2 separate regions of the Callithrix jacchus genome follow, and region 2 is linked to region 1. A link is a contact called in public Hi-C data. All regions are on one chromosome and are shown on one strand. The core of a region is the stretch at or near the end of the contact, and the rest is flanking DNA. Distances in the headings are between cores, read along the strand shown. Region 1 overlaps SEC22C (SEC22 homolog C, vesicle trafficking protein). Region 2 overlaps CCDC13 (coiled-coil domain containing 13).

What was found. Hi-C and Micro-C count contacts between places; a contact is called where the count stands out from the background.
Region 2: a Hi-C map of skeletal muscle shows a contact between it and region 1, with 4 times the contacts expected there. The contact joins two enhancer-like sites. A contact is called at or near these places in 2 of 3 Hi-C or Micro-C datasets (both in skeletal muscle).

Annotation. Positions count from the first base shown.
Region 1 is chr17:80,305,915-80,312,622 of calJac240_pri, reverse strand. It overlaps SEC22C (SEC22 homolog C, vesicle trafficking protein), which reads left to right. Exons shown (of 7, transcript XM_035278645.3): 3 at 3,891-4,054; 4 at 4,874-5,053. Among named protein-coding and RNA genes, the nearest start is that of SEC22C, 18 kb to the left of the region's middle. Within about 2 kb of position 4,027, at least 2 of the 16 cell types and tissues checked have an H3K27ac peak or open chromatin away from gene starts, as enhancers often do. A contact at or near this core is called in skeletal muscle, where this site is marked.
Region 2 is chr17:80,505,622-80,512,329 of calJac240_pri, reverse strand. CCDC13 (coiled-coil domain containing 13) reads left to right here. Exons shown (of 17, transcript XM_078354784.1): 5 at 2,801-2,943; 6 at 3,487-3,576. The coding sequence starts at 2,824. Among named protein-coding and RNA genes, the nearest start is that of CCDC13, 26 kb to the left of the region's middle. Within about 2 kb of position 3,934, at least 8 of the 16 cell types and tissues checked have an H3K27ac peak or open chromatin away from gene starts, as enhancers often do. A contact at or near this core is called in skeletal muscle, where this site is marked.

The sequences.
Region 1 (6,708 bases), core at 2,778-5,277:
GCCCAGCCATTTAAAAATGTTTATTATGTGACAGGATCAGGGCAGTGAAAAGTAAGTGAGAGTAGTAGGTCTCTTTTCTCAAGGAACTTAAAAAGTCTAACGAGGTAACAAGAGAAATATATGACTAGCTATAATACAGTGGGAAAATGTTCCAGTGGAAGTAGGAATCAAGTGATTACAATAATCCTGGTTACCAAAACTAATATTCTTGAGTGCTTTCTATACGGCAGGCACTATTCTGTGTTTCATGTGGCTTATGATGTAGGTAATAGTATTACACCTGTTTTGCAGAGGAGGAAACTGAGGTAAAAAAAACTTAACTAAGGCTACACTGTTAGTAACTGGTCAGCCCAGGATTTGAATGCAGGCAGTTAGGCACCAAAATCTGCTTCTCATGGCCTATACAATTTCCTGTTCTAGGACTCAGAGCAAGAAGCCAGCCATTCTGTGGAGGCATCAGGGGCAAGACAGATTTTTGAATATCGAAATGGCTTGTTAGATTTGATGTCTATTTTCTCTTGTATTTAGACCTTCACTTATCAAGTCCCTTTTGCTCTCCTTATGTTTTTATTTTTAATTTTATTTTTTAGAGACAGGGTCTCTGCTGGGCACAGGTTCATGCCTGTAATCCCAGCACTTTGGGAGGCTGAGGTGGTAGGATTGCTTCAGCCCAGGAGTTCAAGACCAGCCTGGGCAATATGATGAGACCCCATCTCTATAAAAAACTTTAAAAATTACCCAGGTGTGGTAGGGTGCACCTGTAGTTCCAGCTACTTGGGAGAATGAGGTGGGAGGATTGCTCAAGCCCAGGAGGTTGAGGCTACAGTGAACCATGTTCACACCTCAGCCTCCAAAGTAGTTGGAACTCTGTCTCTAGATAGATAGGTAGATTAGACAGATAGATTGATTGATAGATAGCCTCCCAAGTAGCTGAGTCTACAGGTACACACCACTACACCTAGCTAATTTATTTTTTAGACAGGGTCTTGCCATGTTGCCCAGGCTGGTCTTGAACTCCTGGGCTCAAGTGACTCTCCCGCCTTGGCCTTCCAGAGCCCTGGGATTATAGTTATGAGTCCCTGTGCTGGTCCCTTGTATTCTCCTTGAATAGTACATTTTTAGTTGATCTGCTAAGCCGAGGTCCTTTTAGGGGAATTCAGTCTCAGAATTATAAAAACAAAAGGAAAAGTCCAGGCCTGACACCAGGCAGGTGATAATGTCAATCTCGAAGGGCCACGTCCTGAAGAGGGTGACAAATAATAGGCACATGCATCTGTCACCCGATAGTATGGGCTCTGGCTGTTTGGGAGCAAACACTGAGCTGCACCTGCCCCCAGATGCAGCCCCTTTCTCTGAGTACCGGAACATGGCTTTCTTGAAGGTCTCTTCTGTCCTGTGCAGTGATTAACTGATTTGTGCTGTACTGCAGATAGGAAGCCTTTCCTCTGTTAAAGGCTATTCTTCACAGAAAAGAGAAGTTTAAGACTTAAGAATTAAATCCTGGGTACTTCAGTAGCTTTTTTGGAAAAAGGAATAAAAATTTTTTACTCATTTGTAATTTTGAATTAAATATTTACCATTATTTTCACAGAGGAAACAGACTTTCTTTTCTTACAGGTGGGCAGTGCTATAGCTTTTAATACTTAAGGCATTGTGTTAGTTTCCTAAGGCTGCCATAACAAACTGGCTTCAGACAACAGAACTTATTCTGTCGCAGGTACCGCAGGGCCATGTCCCCTCTGCAAACTTGAAGGAATAATCCTTCCCAAGCCTCTGCTGCTTTCTGCCAGTCGTGGGCTGTAGATGCCTTACTGCCGTCTCTGTCTCCATGGTTGCATGGTCTTCTTCCCTCTGTCTCTGTGTCCAAGTTTCCTTTCTTATAAGGACACCAGTCATCACATGAGGGCCCACCCTATTCAGTATGACTTCATTTTATCTTGGTTACATCTTCGAAGACTAGTTCTTTTTTTTTTTTTAAAGATGGGGTCTCACCCTGATGGCCAGGCTGCTCTTGAACTCCTGACCTCAGGTGATCCACCCACCTTGGCCTCCCAAAGTGCTAGAGTTACAGGTGTGAGCCACTGTGCCCAGCCTGAAGACTATTTCTTTGAGTTAGGACATCAATAAATCTTTTTGTGGGGACTCATTCAGCCCACAGCAGAGGTCTCTTTCATATGGAAACGCCTCCATCATAGAGTGGCCTAGACCCTTCTAAAGGATTTCTTCCATAAGGAGGAGAGTCATCTATTTTTTCCCATTGGAAAAGTTTTTATATAGGGAGTTACAGTTTCAAAAAGGTGGTAGAACAACATAACCTAAAAACCTCCTGCTGAAAACACCCGGAAATGAGGGTAAATATATATCAGCAATTACTTTAAATGTGTACTTAAGCTTGAAAGAAAGAAAACTTAAGATGCTAGAAATAAAAGGAAAGCAGAATATTAGGGTAGTAAGTGTGTACGTGGACACTGAGGCTCCTGGGCATTCAGTCACAGCAAAATTGGGGCTTGGTTTGGGCTTACATAGGGTGGAGTGTCAGAACAAGACTCTTGTGGCTGGGTGCAGTGGGTCACGCCTGTAATCCCAGCACTTCGGAAGGTTGAGTTAGGCAGATTGAGCCCAGTGGTTTGGGACCAGCCTGGGCAGCATGGCGAGACCCCATCTCTACAAAAACAAAAAGTTAGCTGGGTGTGGTGGTGCACACCTATTGTCCCAGCTACTTGGGAGGTTGAGGTAGGAGGATGGCTTGAGCCTGGGAGGTGGAGGCTACAGTGACCTGAGATTGTGCCATTGCACTCTAGCCTGGGTGACAGAGTGAGAAAAAAAAGACCCTTGTATAAAGGAAAGTTCTTGTCATGCCACGACCTAATGAAGTGATGATAGGTGAGAGAAGTAGTTTGCCCATGGATACAGGGTGACTTACCTCTACTTGGCTTTGCATGGGAAGGAAAAGTCAATTTCACCTAAGAAATTGAAATGTTCCTGTGCCTGGTAAAAGGCTGAAGTTGGAGTTTTTACTCACCAAAGTCTAGGAATTCCTAAGCCAAGGTTGAAATATCGGTATTGGTCCCAGAGTGATGACACTGCTCTGCTAGGCGGCCGGAGCAAATGCAGAACCACCCTGGAGGATGTGTGCCACAACTCGGGCCTCAGGGGACACTCACAGAAAGGAATCCTGCAGGGACGAGCTCTCAGCAAAGTGTGACAAAACACCAGAGGAGACGTCCCACAGTGAGCAGGAGTCAGTAGACACAGATAGGTGACCTAGAGTCCCCAGCCCCTGAGCTTGCAGTATAGTATGACAGCCCAAAAGGGAGTAGAAAAAGAAGAAAAGCCCTGCATTTATTTCATGAGACCAGAATAATCTAAATACCACAGCCGGATGGAGACAGCACAAGAAAGGAAAATCATAGGCTAGTCTTATTTGCATAGACTCAAAAGTCCCAATTAAAATGTTAGCAAACGAAATCCAGCAGTTGTGTGTTTATGAATATGTAGGAACTTACATCCAACAAGCTTATTTTAGGATGCCAGGATGATTTAATATTAGGAACTCTATTGATGTAGATTAAAGAAGAAAAACATTTTCTCAATAGATGTGGAGAAGTCTGAGGCTAATTCCCCTAATAGAATATGCATTCCTCATGCATGAATAAATAAGAGTGATCACCGGCTGTCACTGGCTAAGACTGCGAGACATTTTAAAGAAAGCGGAAGAAAGACAGTCTCAGGAATAGGTTAAACTGGAGAGACAATACACGCACAACAAACAGCTGCAAGACTGTTTAAAGCCACGCAAGTGCAGGACTGGCGTCAGGTTGTGTCTGGGTGTGGGGCGGGAGTTCGTGGCTCTGTGTCCTGGTAATGCAGATGTTGCCCTTTTGTTTCAGTTTTTCTTCTTTCGGAGACGTGGCCTGCATGGCTATCTGCTCCTGCCAGTGCCCAGCAGCCATGGCCTTCTGCTTCCTGGAGACGCTGTGGTGGGAATTCACGGCTTCCTATGACACCACCTGCATTGGCCTAGCCTCCAGGCCATACGCTTTTCTTGAGTTTGGTTTGTAATCTTCTTTCATATTTATTGTTCTCACCCATGTTGTTATATGTGTAGAATTTACAGTTTAGGTTTGGCTTTGACCATCAGGAAAACCATTGGAGATGCAAACATGTCACTGAAGAACAGACTTGTACCGTGGGATTTCATAGCGATTGAAGTGGACTGGAAAGCTTCAGGGTTTAACACTCTGGCTTTTCATCTCCACAGAGCCTGGGCCAGGGTGGAGGCAGGCTGAAATGGGTTGGTTATAATCCACAGCTCTCTGAGGCTGGTGTCAGCAAATGCTGGCCCTTAGGCCAGCTGCCAGCCACCTGTTTTGTAAATAAAAGTGGAACATGGCTATGCTCATTCATTTACATGTTGTCTGTGGCTGCTTTTGCCCTATGACGGCAGAGTTGAGTTGTGACAGAGACCATGTAGCCAGCAGCCTAAAATATTTACTAACTGGCACTGTAAGAAAATTTTGTTGATCCCTGCCTGAGAGCATTGCTACTCAAAGCTCAGGAGTTCAAGACCAGCCTGGGCAATATAATGAGAACTTGTCTCTACAGAAAAATAATTTAAAAATGAAAAAAATTAGCCAGGTATGGTGGCACACATCTGTGGTCTCAGCTACTTGGGAGGCTGAGGTGGGAGAATCACTTGAGCCCAGGAGGTCAAGGCTGCAGTGAGTTGTGATCACGCCACTGCATTAGACCCCATAGTGGTCAGCAGTGAGACTATCTTCAAAAAAAGAAATGTGAACTTCATTTAGTACATATTGTCTAATAATATCCATTCTGATGAAAATGCTGAACTTGTGTGGCTCTCTTTTTGCAGACAGCATCATTCAGAAAATGAAGTGGCATTTTAACTGTGTAAGTTCCTCTCAGATGGAGAGCAGCCTGCAAAAAATTCATGAGGAGCTCAGGTCGCAGCCTCCAGTGGTTCTCACTCTGGAGGACACAGATGTGGCAAATGGGGTGATGAACGGCCACACACCGATGCACTTGGAGCCTGGTAAGCTTGCCGTTCCCTGATGTTGATGAAGTGATACTGTGTCTTTCAAATGGACATTGATTTTATTTATTTTTTTTTTTGCTAGAAAGCTGTTTTTTGGGGAGAAGGAGTGGCATAAAATGTGCTGAGAAAAATATGGACCAATCCTGTTTCTTGGTGGCTGTTATAAAAATTTGACTACAGGCCAGGTGCGAAGGCTCACGCCTGTAATCCTAGCACTTTGGGAGGCCAAGGCAGGCAGATGACTTGAGTCCCAGAGTTCGAGACCAGCCTGGGCAACATGGAGAAACGCCATCTCTGTCAAAAATACAAAAAAGTAGCCAGAGGTGGTGGCTTGTGCCTGTAGTCCCAGCTACTCCAGAGACTGAGGTGGGAGAATCACCTGAGCCCAGAAAGTCAAGGCTGCAGTGAGCCATGATTGTGAGCCACTGCACTTTAGCCTGGGTGACAGAATGAGAACCTGTCTCAAAAAAGAAAAAAATTGACTGTTAAGACAGTGGATTGGTTTGAGGGAGGCTATTGTGATGAAAATCAGGAGCTGAAGAGTGATTTGGCAGGATCTTTTCTTTTCTTTTTCTTCTTCTTCTTTTTTTTTTTTTTTTTAAATAGAGGCAAGGTTTCCTATGTTACCTCCCAGGCTGGCCTCGAACTCCTGGGCTCAAGCCATCATCCTCCCACCTCGGCCTTTCAGAATGATGGGATTATAGGTGTGAACTACCATGTCCAGCTGGCAGGTTATTTTTTTAATTAGGATGAAATCTACAAGTTTATTATTATTATTATTATTATTATTAATTTTTGAGGTAGAGTCTCACTCTGTCACCCAGCCTGGAGTGCAGTGGAACAATCTTGGCTCACTGCAACCTCTGCCTCCTGGGTTCAAGTGATTCTCCTGCCTCAGCCTTCCAAGTAGCTGGGACTGTAGGCATGTGCCACCATGTCCGGCTAAATTTTGTATTTTTTAGTAGAAATGGTGTTTCACCATATTGGACAGGCTGGTCTTGAACTCCTGACCTCATGATCCGCCTGCTTCGGCCTCCCAAAGTGCTGAGATTACAGGCGTGAGCCACTGTGCCTGGCAAGTTTGTTATTTTTAAATTTTATCTATTTATTTATTTATTAAGTCCAAGTTGTTCTGACAGAACTATAAGTTTAAATGTTATAAAGAAGATTCATTCTCTTTTCTGTAAGTTACTTATTGAACTGTATAGATTTGTATTATATATATACACATATAAAATATATATATATACACATATATGTGTATATATATAGTATACATATACACATATACACGGGTATATGTGAATATATAATATATCTATACGTAAATATGTATATATATATATTATATCTATACGTATATATATGTATAGATATATTGTATCTATATGTATATATACGTATAGATATATTATATATATATAGAGAGAGAGAGAGAGAGAGACAGAGACAGAGACAGAGAGAGAATCCTTATCTCGTCATATTATTTAGTGAAATGTTGTAGATCTGAAACCCCTGCTCTTCTGGTTGGAGGGAGGGCAATGGGGATAGAGCGCTGGCAGGGGCCAGAGCCTGGGCTTCTGATGTTCTCACTGTCTGGCTCTCCCTGAGAACTGGGATCTCCCTGTGTCCCTGTGGCTTTCAGAGTCCTC
Region 2 (6,708 bases), core at 2,685-5,184, 200 kb before region 1:
AGCTCCTAGAGCAGAGCTTGCCTGGAGACACGGTTGGTGAAGAATTAAAAAAAAGAAATCCGGAGGATTCTTCCCATTCTGTCCGAGCCCCGCTTCGTGCTGTTTGCACTCGAAAGGCATTCCCTTGGACCTCTTTCTGACAGCCGGTTCAGGATTTGTGCTGACTGGAGTCCTGGGAGGAAACGTTACCACCAGACCGTGTGCACTCCTAGGTCTGCTTTCCTTCCCCAGAACGCTCAGGGCGCCGCCTCCACATCCTATCCCGGCTTTTGGTCGTATTCAGCGAAAGAGACAGGGCAGAATGTGCTCACTCCATCTTAACCGGAACTGGACCTCCGCTGAAATTGCAGGTTTTTAACTGCTAGAGTTGATGATTTTCACAGTGGTCCTTTATTATCACTGCCCCCGCACTCCCGACACACAGCCTGTTAATGGAGCCAAGGGCGCCATCGAGATCCTCCAGGCCTTCTGGTCTGCTCTGGGCCTTTCCTCCTGGGGTGTCCTTGTCCTCCTCAGCAGACCTGAGATTCCAAGGGCAGCTACTCCTAGTTGCCCCCTCACTGCCTCAGCCAGGCCGGCAGGAGCGAGCCTGGGCTGAGGTGATTTGAAAGCCATCGAGTGCCTGTTTGCTTTCCACCAGTGTCACCCTGCATCTTGTTCTGAGGCATATGATGGCCATGTTAAAAGGACAGCCAGTCACTCCCTGCTGCAGTGTCAGAAGCATTCAGGAAGCTTGCCGGCCATCTGAACACATCTGCCGTCACCCCAATGGGGAGCTGCACTCCAGAGAGGGTGAGGGGCTGTCAGGGCCACGCAGCTAGGCAGTGACCACACTGGACCGGCTTCCACTGCTCACCCTCCGCATGGCTCCCGCCCATGCAGCTTCCCCCATCCACATGCTCCAGCCGCCTTCCACAGCCTCCTTCCCTTGCCCACTGCAGGGAGGCTTCCCTCTGCTCTGGAGTCCTTGATGGTCCTCAGATACTCTAAGCACATTGCCACCTCCAGACCTTTGTACCTACATCTCCTCTGCTTACAGTGTCCTTCCTAGGTGAGAACACTCTCACTTCATTCATTCAGGTGTCTGTTCACACGTCACTTCCTCAGAGAGCCTTTCCCGGCCAGTCCATCTAAAATAGCGTCACCTCCCTCATTCTTACCCCTTGCCCAACTCCAGCAGATTTCCCAACACGTATTCCTCCTATGTATTAGAATATATAGTTATTTCTTTGATGTTTTAAATTATCTGTCTTCCCTCCTTGAATGTAAACTCCATGAGTCTTTTTTATCCACTATGGAATCCATAATACCAAGAGGACCCAGCACTTGATAGAAAACAAATATTTGCTAAATGAATGTATGCCTTTGTATTGAATACGTGTCACCACCAAACTGCATAAGAAACAACCACGCGGGCCAGGCGCGGTGGCTCAAGCCTGTAATCCCAGCACTTTGGGAGGCCGAGGCGGGTGGATCACGAGGTCAACAGATCAAGACCATCCTGGCCAACATGGTGAAACCCCGTCTCTACTAAAAATTACAAAAAATTAGCTGGGCATGGTGGCGCGTGCCTGTAATCCCAGCTACTCAGGAGGCTGAGGCAGGAGAATTGCCTGAACCCAGGAGGCGGAGGTTGCAGTGAGCCAAGATCGTGCCATTGCACTCCAGCCTGGGTAACAAGCGAAACTCCGTCTCAAAAAAAAAGAAAAGAAAAAAGAAACAACCACGCGATCTCGGCAGCAGTCAGCATTTATTTAGCTTAGACACCGGGGGTTGGCTGGGGATTGGCTGATATAGGCCAGGCTGGCTAGGTTGGTTCCTTGAGTGACTCTTCTTACTCTTTTTTGAGACGGAGTTTCGCTCTTGTTACCCAGGCTGGAGTGCAATGGCACGATCTCGGCTCACCGCAACCTCCGCCTCCTGGGTTCAGGCAATTCTCCTGCCTCAGCCTCCTGAGTAGCTGGGATTACAGGCACCCGTCACCATGCCCAGCTAATTTTTTGTATTTTTAGTAGAGACGGGTTTCACCATGTTGACCAGGATGGTCTCGATCTGTTGACCTTGTGATCCACCCGCCTCGGCCTCCCAAAGTGCTGGGATTACAGGCTTGAGCCACCACGCCCGGACTTTTCTTACTCTTGAGACCAGCAGCCAGATATGCTCTTCCTGTGCGGAGGGCCTAAGCAAACCAGCGAGTTTAACCGCACGAGTGCTTTTCGCGCCTCTGCCTTACCTGCACCTGATCTGTTCACATGCCTTTGGCCAAAGCAAGCCACGTGGCTGAGCCCAGAGTCATAGAAGGGCCAAGGGGACTGCACCCTACGCATCAGAGGGCACAGCAGCGTTACAGGGATATGGACGTAACCCTATCACTGAGGATGCCATGAAGCGCTGGAGTGGTAAACCCGACTCTCACAGAAGGAAAACTCTGCTTTCTGCTTTTATAATTTTCCTAGAACATGCTGAACCTCTGAGTGGCTGCATTTCCGCTCATGGGAGTTGGGTCCCAGGGCTGCTAGGTGTGTGGTGCCCCTCCTAAGCCAGTGCCCCTCATGAGCCTCCATGCCAAGCAGCTTCAGATTTCAAGACCCTGGTGCTGTTGGTGGTGGGGCGTGAGTTTGATGTTTTTATTTATTTATTTATTTTTATTTATTTTTTATCTCCAGGTAGAGTATTTCTTTATGTACTCCATACTCTTGACTCCACAGAGCTAGGTGGAGCAGGCAGTGTTTCTTTTTTATTTTTTTTCGTTTTGATGAGTTTGATGTCTTAATTGACCTCACCATTCCCTTCTTTTTAGGGACAGCTGGTGTAGCTGGAGACATGGTCGCCACCAAAATTGTGGAGCTATCAAAAAAGAACCGGGTGTTGATGGCAGAATCAGAGGGTGCAAAAACCAGAGTGAAGCAGCTGACCAATCGCATCCAGGAGCTGGAGCGGGAGGTGAGGGGCCTTGGCCATTCTCCCTCTGGAGGGGACTCCCAGCATGGGCAAGAGGGAACCTTCCCAGCTTCTCCATAGGTAGCTGGAAGGGCTGAGCTGGAAGGTTACGAGGCTTTCTCAGATCCACAGTGTGTGCTGGTGCCGCACTTTAAATCCAAAGCCGCGGCACTCCAGCAGGCTTCACGGTGCCTCTGGCCTCATCTGTTCATCTGGAACCTGAAATCCATCATTTTTTATGCCCCGCCTCCTAGGCTGTGGTTGGAACTCCAGGAGACAGATGATGAGTGAAGCGTTATCTATTAAGCTGTTCGTGAGCCCCTGGGCTGCTCTTACGGTGCAGCTAGGGAGTGGGCCAGACGGCCAGGTAAACCCTCTCCATTCCAGAGTGCTTTCTAAAGGAGAGCCCTTCCATGAGTGACCCGAAAGTGAGCTGAAAGGACGCACCACCAAAATAGGTCACCACACACACGGTGGCACCAGAGTGCGTTCTTTGGGCTGCACAATTGCTGAGCAGAGTATGAAGTGTGAGGTTTGCTTTTTCAGCTGCAGTCAGCCCTGACCAGGCCGCCAGCCAAGGGGGCCGCTGACGCGGGGGCCAAGCCGCCGAGGACGCAGACGGGAGACAGAGCATTGGTACGATTCTCTTCTGTGCTGGGGAGTCTGCGAGGCAGCCACCAGCCTGGGCCGCCTCCTCCACCGGTGTGTAGGTACCTCCACCCAGAGCCCACTCCCACCCCCTCCCACTGCCGAGCCAGCTGCCCATCCATGGGCTACCATTGCTGCATCCTCGAGCAGACGGCAGAGGGCAGTACCGAGTCTGTGGCCTGAGGCCAAGAATGTCCTGTCAGACGCCATGGAGGGTGACTCTCCAGCTCTGTCTCTAGAAAGGAAGGCTGGGAGGAGCCTGAGAATCCTGGAACCCTAGAGCCTCGGGATCAGGAGGGAAGGCCTGGTCCAGCTGACCTCCCGGCCATCTCCTGTCCGGCACCCTCACTGGGGACACATGCAGCCTCCACCTGACTGCAGGGACAGGGAGCTCACCGCTGCCCAGTGGCGTCCTGTTCTTTAGGAGGGTGGTGAATTATATCATCAGCACTCCCCCTTTGGCGGAGCTCCAAATCTACACAGCCAAAGTGGCTGTTGGAAATGGGGACTTGTCCCCCACAGCCCGTTTTATAAACCAGGGAACAGTTCGTGAACTGCAGGAGGCGGGAACTGCAGCTCCATGAGAGGAAGCAGTCTGACCTACTGCGTCGCTTTGTCCTCAGGCCAGGCAGTAAATGGTATCAGAGTGTAAGTCACATTCCAGGAGGCTTCCCGGGGGTCTTCCTGGGAGAGGCGGCTGAGCCCAGGACTCGAGGTTTGCTGCCTGTTTTCTAACCCGTCTGCCCTGCTGCCTGCACCTCAGGATCGGATTGCCACTGGCTTCCTTGAGGACAGTGCAGTCCTCCGTGTGCAGCAATGGGTCCCTCAGGCTCTGGGTGAATGCACCTCCTCAAGTCTAGTCTTATGTAAACCTGCCTCATTGCTGGGGAGGCAGCAGAGGGGCTCTGCCCTCCTCGGGGCTGGACTGAGTATTCTTCAGGCCCTTTCCTGGCTCCAGGGGACACTGCTAAGCTGCCCCTGGTCTATTCCGAGTATTGGGCACCCCCACGACCCCAGCTAGAGCTGCCCTGGATAGGAAGCTGATGTTGAGCCTGATGGGACTTTCTAAGCCCTGCGACACAGGGAATCAAAACAGCCTCGGCTGGGCTTGGCCACTCATGCCCGGAATCCCAGCACTTTGAGGGGCTGAGGTGGGTAAGCCACTTGAGGTCACGTGTTCAAGACCAGCCTGGCCAACATGGTGAAACACCATCTCTACCAAAAGTATAAAAATTAGCTGGGCATGGTGGTGTGCGCCTGTAGTCCCAGCTACTCGGGAGGCTGAGGCAGGAGAATCACTTGAACCCAGGAGGTGGAGGCTGCAGTGAGCCAAGATCGCACCACTGCACTCCAGCCTGGGTTACAGAGTGAGGCTCTGTCTATGGAGAATCCCAGAGGAGGAATGAGGAGTCACTGGAAGCTGGGATGTGGAGAGGGCCTTCAGAGATGGCCCCAGTGCTCTGAGCTCACGGAGGACTCCACCCTCCATTAAGGCTGCAGCTGGAAGCTGGGACGGAGGAGGGTGACCCTGAGCTGGCCTTACTGGAGAAGGAAGCTGGGGAAGGTGAGCTGAGGGTCCGCTGGTGAACACTTGACTGCAGCCCAGAGCTCACAAGGGGAAAGGGGAATGTAAGCCAAAAAAGCTGGGGTGAAGTCACCCACAGAGGGAGCCCTTGAATGGCAGCTGGAGCAGGAGTTCTGACTACTCTGTGGCCACAGGGAGCCCGGGAGGTTCCAGGTTTGGAGAGAAAGTGTGTGATGGGCTGTGTCTGGATTCGTCAGCGTCATGCACTGTCCCTGTCCCTGTCATCTCCCAGTCAGAGCGAGAGCGAAAGCAATGTTCCCCTCAGAAGGCTGCTCCACTCCAGGGGCATGCAGGCTCAGTCCACGCTCCAGCCCGAGCCTCCAAAGCACATTCCAGTGGAGCCGAACACGCTTGCCTCTGCTTGGGGCTTCGGGAGGCCGTGATGTGAGCACGATGGCGTCGTCTGCTCCCCGTGGACTGCGTTTTAGTTATTCCCTCAAAGAAAACAGCCTGGGGTAGGGGAGGGAGTGTGCCCATATGCAGATCCCCCACAAAGCCTGTGGAATTTCACTCTTGGCAGAAAGCTCTCAAGTGGTTTGGAGGTAGGATTAGCTCAGCTGCCTGAGCCAGGAGGATGGGGCCTGACCTAGTCCCCTCCAGAGCACCACCTGGCCCTCAGCCCCCTTGCCCACTGCCCACTCAACTAGGCGAGGCCTGCCAGCATTGCCCTCCATCAGCTGCCCCAGACAGCACCCTTGATGTGCATTATCTTAGCAACCCTCACAGGTTCCCTGAGGTTGGATTACATGGCCCCATTTTACAGATGAGAAAAGGAGGATTGGGCAGGGCCCGCGTTCTACAGCCAGCACCGCCTGCCCTTTTTCCATGCTCTGATCAGATCCAAGAGACCCTGTGAGCTCATGGCAGCCACATGGATGTACATGTATTCCCAGGGCCCTTGGTACCCGAGGTCAGGCCACCCCTGAGGTCAGGGTCACCCCCAAGATCAGGGTCACTCCCAAGGTCAGGGTCACCCCCGAGGTCAGGGTCACCCCCGAGATCAGGGTCACCCCCAAGATCAGGGTCACTCCCAAGGTCAGGGTCACTCCCAAGGTCAGGGTCACCCCCAAGGTCAGGGTCACCCCCAAGATCAGGGTCACTCCTGAGGTCAGGGTCACCCCCGAGATCAGGGTCACCCCCGAGGTCAGGCCACCCCCAAGGTCAGGGTCACCCCCGAGATCAGGGTCACTCCCAAGGTCAGGGTCACCCCCGAGATCAGGGTCACTCCCAAGGTCAGGGTCACCCCCAAGATCAGGGTCACTCCCAAGGTCAGGGTCACCCCCGAGATCAGGGTCACCCCCGAGGTCAGTGTCAACCCCAAGATCAGGGTCACTCCTGAAGTCAGGGTCACCCCCGAGATCAGGGTCACCCCCGAGGTCAGGCCACCCCCGAGGTCAGGGTCACCCCCAAGATCAGGGTCACTCCCAAGGTCAGGGTCACCCCCGAGATCAGAGTCACCCCCGAGGTCAGGCCACCCCCGAGGTCAGGGTCACCCCCAAGATCAGGGTCACTGCTGAGGTCAGGGTCACCCCCGA